Linked DNA regions of Sus scrofa: region 1 is linked to region 2. A link is a contact called in public Hi-C data. All regions are on one chromosome and are shown on one strand. Each heading gives the region's core, a stretch centred on a gene start, on an enhancer-like site or on the middle of the called end of the contact. The rest is flanking DNA. Distances are from core to core; before and after follow the strand shown. Region 1 holds the start of PHLDB3 (pleckstrin homology-like domain family B member 3). Region 2 overlaps LOC106507598 (a long non-coding RNA gene).

What was found. Hi-C and Micro-C count contacts between places; a contact is called where the count stands out from the background.
Region 1: a Hi-C map of retroperitoneal adipose tissue shows a contact between it and region 2, with 2.0 times the contacts expected there. The contact joins the promoter of PHLDB3 here to the enhancer-like site in region 2. A contact is called at or near these places in 2 of 5 promoter capture datasets (fetal liver and liver), 20 of 47 Hi-C or Micro-C datasets (blood, brain, embryonic fibroblasts and 11 more) and 1 of 2 datasets of contacts at active chromatin or transcription factors (skeletal muscle).

Annotation. Positions count from the first base shown.
Region 1 is chr6:50,372,326-50,376,829 of Sscrofa11.1, forward strand. PHLDB3 (pleckstrin homology-like domain family B member 3) reads right to left here and starts at 2,516. Exons shown (of 17, transcript XM_005655930.3): 1 at 2,266-2,516; 2 at 1,424-1,794; 3 at 1-34. The coding sequence starts at 1,657. ETHE1 (persulfide dioxygenase ETHE1, mitochondrial) reads right to left here. Exons shown (of 9, transcript XM_005655917.3): 7 at 4,412-4,501; 8 at 3,921-4,037; 9 at 3,511-3,707. The coding sequence ends at 3,655.
Region 2 is chr6:50,304,338-50,308,243 of Sscrofa11.1, forward strand. All of the region lies in intron 1 of LOC106507598 (a long non-coding RNA gene), which reads right to left. Among named protein-coding and RNA genes, the nearest start is that of BSP1, 28 kb to the left of the region's middle. Within about 2 kb of position 1,639, at least 9 of the 83 cell types and tissues checked have an H3K27ac peak or open chromatin away from gene starts, as enhancers often do. A contact at or near this core is called in retroperitoneal adipose tissue and subcutaneous adipose tissue, where this site is marked.

The DNA.
Region 1 (4,504 bases), core at 1,266-3,765, 69 kb after region 2:
TGCCCAGGGTCTGAACGGGAGGCGGAGCCTCAGCCTGAAGTTGAAGAGGGCGTGGTCAATTGGAGAGGATTCGTCCCCTCCCGTCACTAAGTGTGTTCCCCACCCCAACCCCCACCCTGAGGGTCTGAGTCGACGTAACTCAACCTCAAGCTCTTTTATTCAAGGCGCGGGGGGTGCAGGTCCGAGGACCACTCGGCCCCAGGAGGTGGCCCAGGCCCTCGCAGTCTGAGGAGGGGGTATAAGCCAACTCAAGGATAATGTTTCTTTTTCTTTCTTTTTTTTTTTTTTTTTTTTTTTTTTTTGTCTTTTTCTAGGGCCGCACCCATGGCATATGAAGGTTCCCAGGCTAGGGGTCTAATCGGAGCTGCAGCTGCTGGCCTACGCCAGGGCCACAGCAACGCGGGATCCGAGCCACTTCTGCGACCTACACCACAGCTCAAGGCAACGCTGGATCCTTAACCCACTGAGAGGCCAGGGATCAAACCCACAACCTCATGGTTCCTAGTCGGATTCGTTAACCACTGAGCCACGAAGGGAACTCCAAGGATAGTGTTTCGCTTTATCCAGGTCCCATTCTCTTCGTGTCAGGTCTTCGAAGGCTCTGCATCTCCCTTTCTCTCTCCCTGGTCTGAGTCTTTCCCCCTTTTCTCTGGGCTTCATCTTCCTGACTCAGTATCTGTCCTCTGTCTCTGAATCCCTATTTTTCTTTTATTATTATTATTATTTTAGTAGTTATTTCCCCAACACAATTTTTTTCTACCGTACAGCATGGTGACCCAGTTACACATACATGTACACATTCTATTTTCCCACATTATCTTGCTCCATGGTAAGTGACTAGACGTAGTTCCCAGTGCTACACAGCAGGATCTCATTGCTAATCCATTCCAAAGGCAATCGTTTGTATCTAATAACCCCAAGCTCCCCAACCACCCCACTCCCTCCCCCTCCCCTCGGCAACCATAAATCTATTCTCCAAGTCCATGATTTTCTTTTCTGTGGAAAGGTTCATTTGTGCCTTAAATTAGATTCCAGATATAGGTGATATCATATGGTATCTGTCTTTCTCTTTCTGACTTACTTCACTCAGTATGAGAGTCTCTAGTTCCATCCATGTTGCTGCAAATGATTTAGTTCTTTTTTGAATCGCTATTTTTCTTTCTCCCTCCGCTCTCTCAAGATTTCATTGTCTCTATTTCTGTTTCTCTGAGCATCTTTGTTTCTGGGTTTCCGTTTGTGTCTCTATCCCCATCTCTCTGAGTCTCTGTTTCTGGTCTTTCAATGTTTCTGACTCTTTTGGGTCTTTGTCTTTCAGTCTCCCTGTCTCCGGATCTGTCTGGTCTTTCTGTACCTGTCTCTCTGTCACTCGCTTGGGTCTGTCTCTCTGGGTCCCCCCGCGGCTCTCGCCCCCCTGGGCCCTCACCGCATCGCGACTGCTCTCCGTGCTGCTGCCTTCTCCCACTTCTTCCTCTTCCTCCGTCTGCTGCTCAGCTCCTTGGCCGCTCGGAAGCTCTACTGTGGCCTCGGGCCCCTCCTGATCCCCGGAGTCCTTGGGGTGCTCCCGGAGCTGGGCGGCTACTTGTGACTGGACCTCCACGTTGCACTCCGGGACAGCAGGCGGCGGGGTCCCCTCGTCTGGGCTACTCCGGGTCCCCATGGCTGCTGCGGGACCAGCCGGGTGGGCGGGGCCTGGAGTTCCGGGGGCGCGGCCGGGTAGCGTGAGGGCGTGGTCCAAGAGGCCGGAACGCCCCGCCAGAGAGCCGAGGCGCCGGGAGAGCGTTCCAGAGGTGCGGCCTGAGTTCAAAGGATGGGACTGAGCATTCCGAAGGCGTGACCTGGAGTTTCTAGGGGCGGGGTTCGATGGCTCCCAGGGCGTCACGCCCCTGGAGGCGGGACCGGAATTTGAGTCCCAGGTCCTAGTTCGCCCCCTACCGGTCCCGCCCTGCTATCCAGGTGTCGAGCCTCGCACTCTCCCTGCAGCCCCCTTGCAACCCCTGGACCACTTTAGAGCGACCCGGTCACCTTCTTCTTCGTGGACCCAGGAGTCCGGGCTCCCGCTCCGTCCTCTCTGGAGCGGCAGTAATCTCAGCTCCGACCCCACCATGTAAGGCAGAGGCGCCCCTGCCACCTCGCCCAGGATCCAGGAGTCGGAACTTCTGTTCTCGCTCTCTCTGGACAAACCAGGAGTCCGAGTCCTAGGCTCCTTCCGGAGCGAGATCCCAGAACTCCAGACCCCTCCGGCCCCCGCAGCCCCGGCCCCCTCACCGGCTCAAGTTTCGGTGCGCTCCGCTCTGCGTTCTGGCGCTGCGGTGTCGGCCCACTAGACAGGTGGCTGGGGAAGAGGGAGGAGAGAGAGGCTGCTCTATCCCCCTCCCCACCATCCCGGAAGTGGAGGGGGGGAACAACAGGTCCAACAGCTCTCAAGGGAGGAGGGAGCGACCAGCGTGCCCCGCCCGCAGCCGCGGCATCCGGCCATCCCGGCCCCACCGGCCCCACCTTCAGCAAACCCAGCACGACGACCCCCCCAATTCTGCCCCCAGCGCCCCCATTCCTGCCCCCTGGAGGGCCAGGCGCCTAGATCACCTGTGCATAAGCACCTCCCAGGACTCCCTGGGAATACTGAAAGGAAGAGGGGAATGGAGATAGGGGCCTCTCCCCTCTAATGAGCCCTTTAGAAGGGACCCGACCGGTTTGGGGAGCTGGGCGAGGGGAGGGGGTGCCCTGAGCTGAGTCAGAAACTCTCCCAAAGACAGGGAGAGGTGTGCCCCCCCCAGTTTGCTACGGGTGGAGAGCAGAGGTTAAAGGTCTCAGCCAGACCCTTTCCTCTCTGGGCAAAAACAGGAAGATAACTGGTCTGTGAGAAAGGATTATTGGCTATCACGAGCCATGTGTATAAAGGATAAACATTTCACGGACATTAATGTTTCATCCTCACAGCAGCCTAGAGAGAAACAGATGACTCTCTCCATTTTAGAGTTAGGAAACTGAGGCTGAGGGGGGCAAGTGAACCCAAAGTCTACACGTGTTGTTAATGTTAACATCGTATTTGTTCTCTGGAAAGTCCATGGTCTTGACCACTAGGCATATTGACACTCAAGCCTGGAAGTGCCTGGGAGATTCTCAAAGACAGTAAGAAACCCTGATGGGCAGTCTGCCGGGCAGTGTGCCAAGCACTTCATACATACGGGCTCATTGGATCCTCACAACACCCTGTTATTACTGCTATTCTTTCCATCGTACACATGAGGAAACTGAGGCTATGAGAAGCGAAGTACCTTATCCTGAGTCTCACAGAGTGAAGTGGTTTGAACTCAAGACGATGTTCTAATCAAAGGAGCTGAGAAACGCTGCCCCTGGTATCTGCCTGCTTCTATCTTGTGAATTAGAAAAATCTCCTTCTTCCAGTCCTGGGACCCTGCCCTCTGCCCTGGCCACTTCAGGGACCAGAACTAGCCACAGGCACTTCAGCCAGAAACCCAATTGCTTCGCCCAGAAAACAGAAGTCAGAGGGAGAAAAAAAAATTTTTTTTTTTTATTTAAGAAGTTTGAGGGGCTGGTGAGGGAGGGGAAGAGAAGAGAGGTTCCAGTGACGGCAGCTCTCCTCTCACCCCACCTAGAGCATTCTTAACGGATACGGGCACCTGAGAACCAGAGTCAGGAAGGGGGGGTCTGGACCCCACAGCGCATGTTAGCTGGCACAGCAAAGTCTGAAAGGAAGAAACCAGAGTGAAACCAAGGAACCCAGACAGACCCTCCCAATCCCCCCTCCACCCCACTGGGACCCCAGAAATCCTAAGAGCCCTTCTTCTGTGGGAAACTAGAGTTCTGGCCCTGAGGCCCCTCATTCCCTCAGACCCAGAAGTCCAGTTCCCAGCCCCCTCCTCCCTCAGACCCAGAAATCCAGACCCCCAACGGCTCACCTATCTGCTGAGGTTTGGGCAATTTCAGATTGTCCATGACCTTGACAAACTCCTCACAGCTGAGGGTAAGCCGAGGGTTCAGAGTTCGCTCCTCCTCCACAGTGGACACTGTGAGCCCTAGTGGCCAAGGGAGGGGGAGGAATGTTGTCCAGTCAGTCCAGTGCCTTGGGCCTCCCAGAACTACATTTCCCAGGAGGCCCTCTGTGGACTAACAGGTTGCTTTCCCTCCCCAATGGGCCCTATGGGAAGTGTAGTTTCCCACAGTTCCCTCAGTTCTGCAAGGAAGTTCCTGGAAAGTCTATGTCTTGTGGAATTCCAGGCATCAAATTTTCCACATCCACACTCAGTACACTACTAAGTACTTGATTTTTTTGGCCAGAGGACTTTCTGGGAATTGTAGTCTCCAAGCCACATGAGGATTACGGCAGTTTGGTGCTTCCTCTCAAATAGCAAATTATGTAAATCCCACACCTCCCCCAGGAAGCCCTCACCATTGTAATCATGAGCAGGGTAGATCAGACAGTCTCCTGGAAGTGTGAAGATCCTTTCATGAACCGAGTGGTACAAGGTCTTAGCACAGCCTG
Region 2 (3,906 bases), core at 389-2,888:
AAATTTTATTGCAATTTTGTCTGATCCATGTACATTCTTGAAAATGAGGAAAGGTGGCCTTTGAATGGTAGTGGTAGCCTAAATCACCACACTATCCTTCAGCTAGAACTGTCACAGGAATGGAAAGGCTGGGAATTCTCGCCACTCCGTCTGTGCTGGCCTTGGCAGAGGTGACCAGAGCTCTGTTCTATCTTATAGTCCTCTAGGGTATTCTTACAAAAACTGTGAGATTTGTGGTTCTGTCTTTATGTAATGTGTAAGTGAGCTCTATTTAATTGATTTAAAAGCACTTACAAATTAAAATCTAAATATTTAGAAAATTGGCCATAATGAATTTCAGGCTCATGTGATCTGGGAAATATTCAGTACTGAAGTTAGCTTTGATTAATTAGACATGCCTTTAGAGTCATCAAATGTTAAGTACAAAACTTCTGTTGTACCTAGGTTTATTAGAGATCAAATAAGACCTTTCATCTGTTGCAAACATTTGTCAGCAAGGGGAAAACTTGATATGATGAAGCTTTAGGTAAAGGCAAATGAGACAAAAGCCTTTAGATAAACTCTATAGGAATAATTGGGTTTGGGGAATGACTATCTAAAATGGTTTCTCCAATACAACATTGTAAAGCAACTATAATTTTAAAAATAATAAAATAAAATGTCAAAGAATGCTTACTAGGGCAGAGCAAGGATTTGAACCCCAGCAGTCTGGCTACACTTCTAAGTAGAAGACAAGGGGGAGTTCCCGTTGTAGCTCAGTGGTTAACGAATCCAACTAGGAACCATGAGGTTGTGGGTTCAATCCCTGACCTCACTCAGTGGGTTAAGGATCCAGCGTTGCCATGAGCTGTGGTGTAGGTCGCAGACACGGCTCGGATCCTGCACGGCTGTGGCTCTAGCGTAGGCCGGCAGCTGTAGCTCTGATTAGACCCCCAAGCCTGGGAACCTCTATATGCCAGGGTGTGGCCCTAAAAAGACAAAAAAAAAAAAAAAAAAAGCCAAGTAGGAGACAAGGAAAGCCAGGAGTGGGGTGTAGCCTGGGAAATGGGGAGCCCTCAAGCTGCAAGAGGCCAGCTGCCTCAAGGTCCTGTGTGGAAGTACTTTCTAATCCTTGGACTGTCCCTACACGTGGGCAGCCTTCCCAGGAGGTTGGTGGGTTGAAGGTGCCAGGGTGGGAGGCTGATAATGTCCTTCCAGCTCTAAGCTGGGCGATAGGACCTTTGTTCCTGGTCTGATGATCTGTACTGAAGCCCTTAGGGATGCAGCGATAGGCATGGGGAGAGCTAGGAGCATCTTCTGTGTTGCAAAAGCCCAACATGTAACCCAGGTTCTTTGCTCTGGGCCACAATATCTCTGAGTGGCCGGGATGTACATGTCTCTCCCTCTGCTCTGAGATCAAGGACGAAAAAACTTGAGTTCTGACTGGGAAAACACAATGAAATTAATTAACACTCCAAATGCACCATGAGGGACACTAGACCTTGCAAATGTGGGAGACTGGGCTTAGTCTTGCCAGATTAGCTGTAAAAGTATCACTGTTATTACAGGTTTGAGCTTCTCAAAGCCTCTGAGCCCTGAGGATAGGGAGGCTATTCCAGACTAGGAACCAGGAAAAACCCACACCCACAGTTACTGTAAGAATGACAACTACAGACAGACCAGCCCCTCTGCTGAAGAGGTGGGTGTGTGCCTGCATCCTTGCCTCAGGCCTGTGCCAGAGCAGCTGTCTCTAATCTGCTGGTGACAACCCAACCAGCTTCACTTTTTTTTTTTAACCCAAGGAAGTTCTAGAATTATCTGGGTCCAGTAATTTTTATAAGCAGCAAAAGTTCTGGGAAACTGGCTTGCAGAAACCACTAAAATTCCCTCCCTTGTGAAACAGAGATAATCATAGTTTGGCTGTTGTGACGATTCAGTGGCTTCTGCAGGGTATGCAGGATGGAATTCGGGTTTGTGAGGCTTACAAAGCTTAACACAAGCACAAGGACGAAAGATTTTCAAAGGAACTCAAAAGATCTTAGGACACATGAAAACCTCATCTGCACCTTTATTTACAAACCAAAGCTGGAGTTCCCGTTGCGGTACAGCAAAACGAATCCGACTAGGAACCATGAGGACACAGGTTAGATCCCTGGCCTTGCTCAGTAGGTTGGGGACCTGGCGTTGCTGTAAGCTGTGGTGTGGGTCGCAAACGAGGCTTGAATCCTAGCATTGCTGTGGCTGTGGCGGAGGCTGGCAGCTGCAGCTTCAGTTTGACCCCTAGCCTGGGAATCTTCATATGCCGAGGGTGCGGCCCTAAAAAGCAAAAAAAAAAAAAGTGTATATATATATATTTATATATAAATATATTTATATATATATAAAAATACAAACCAAGGCTTAGCTGAGCCAAAGGCAAGAATTCAGAATAGGTAAATCAATGTATAATTGATTGATAGGTAAATAGACAGACCTAAATTAATTCACTTAGATTGAAAACCTCAAATCAGATAATGCAGTGACTATGATCAAATAATACCGAGGCGTTTACTCCTCAGTCAGCAAATGCGAGGCCATCCTAGCTTCCTGCCAGCTTCCTCTAGACAGTCACACCCAAACAAGAAATGCAGACTCAACAGCTTCTCCCCCCTTCCCCAGTCACCCTCTACTACTCTGTTCCCCTCCCCCACACAAACCCTGAGCCTGAGAGTTTCCTTCAAAGAAGCAGGAAGCGGGCAGCTCCCTGGGGTCCTCTCCCTAATAGCCTCTGACCTCTCCTGCCGGGGAGCAGGGCCCAAAATCTTTGAGCTCATGGGAGCTATGGTAGATTGTACTGTTGGCCCCAATAGTACACCCCTCCCAGTAGCCACACTTTTCACCATGCAACTTCGTAGTTTTATGCCTCCCATGCGGGTGTGTGGCTTGCTTTGACCAACACAGTCAGATGGAAGTGACAGAGAGCCCATCTCCAGTCTATGTTTTTTGGGTTTTGTTTGTTTGTTTGTTTCTGTCTTTTTTAGGGCCGCACTTGAGGCATATGGAGGTTCCCAGGCTAGGGGTCAAATCGGAGCTATAGCTGCCGGCCTACACCACAGCCACAGCCTTAGCCACATCAGATCTGAGCTGTCTGTGACGGACACCACAGCTCAGGGCAACGCAGATCCTTAACCCACTGAGCGAGACCAGGGATCAAAGCTGCGTCCTCATGGATGCCAGTCAGATTTGTTTCCGCTGAGCCATGAGAGGAACTCCCAGCCTGTGATTTAATTGAAGGGCCTGGCACATTTCTACCTGTTCTTCAGCCTCCATGAGAACAAGCCCGGGCTAGCCTATTGGAAGATGACAGCCATGTGGAGCAAAACCGAGCCTCCCAGCCATCTCAGCCAAGACCAGGCTAGATCGGCCAACAAGCTGAATTGTGGGCAAGCAGAGCTGAGCCCAGGAAAACCATCCAGCCAAGCCCAGCCGAAGCTGCTCACCACAAATTCATGAGCTAAATAAATGCTACTGAGAGTTGGGGTAGTTTGTTACACAGCACTATTGCAGCAAACGCTCAATAATACAGGAAACCTGCAGCTCCCTGGGCAAATCTTTTTTTTTTTTGCTGTTGGTATTTTGGGTGTTTTAATTTTTTTTCTCTCCCCTCCAAGGCATATGGAGTCCCCCATCAGATCTGAGCTGAGACTGCGACCTACACAGCAGCTTTAGCAATGCCTGAACCTTAACCCGGTCTGTCAGGCCGGGGATGGAACCTGCATCCCAACACTCCAGAGATACTGCCAATCCCATTGTGCCACAGCGGGAACTCCTCCCTGGTCAAATCTTTAAGCTGAGCTGCTTGGACTTTCACATCTCTGCCATTTGTCAGCTGAGTGACTTAACCTTCCTGTGCCTTGGATTCCTCATCTGTAAAATGGGATGAGAGCC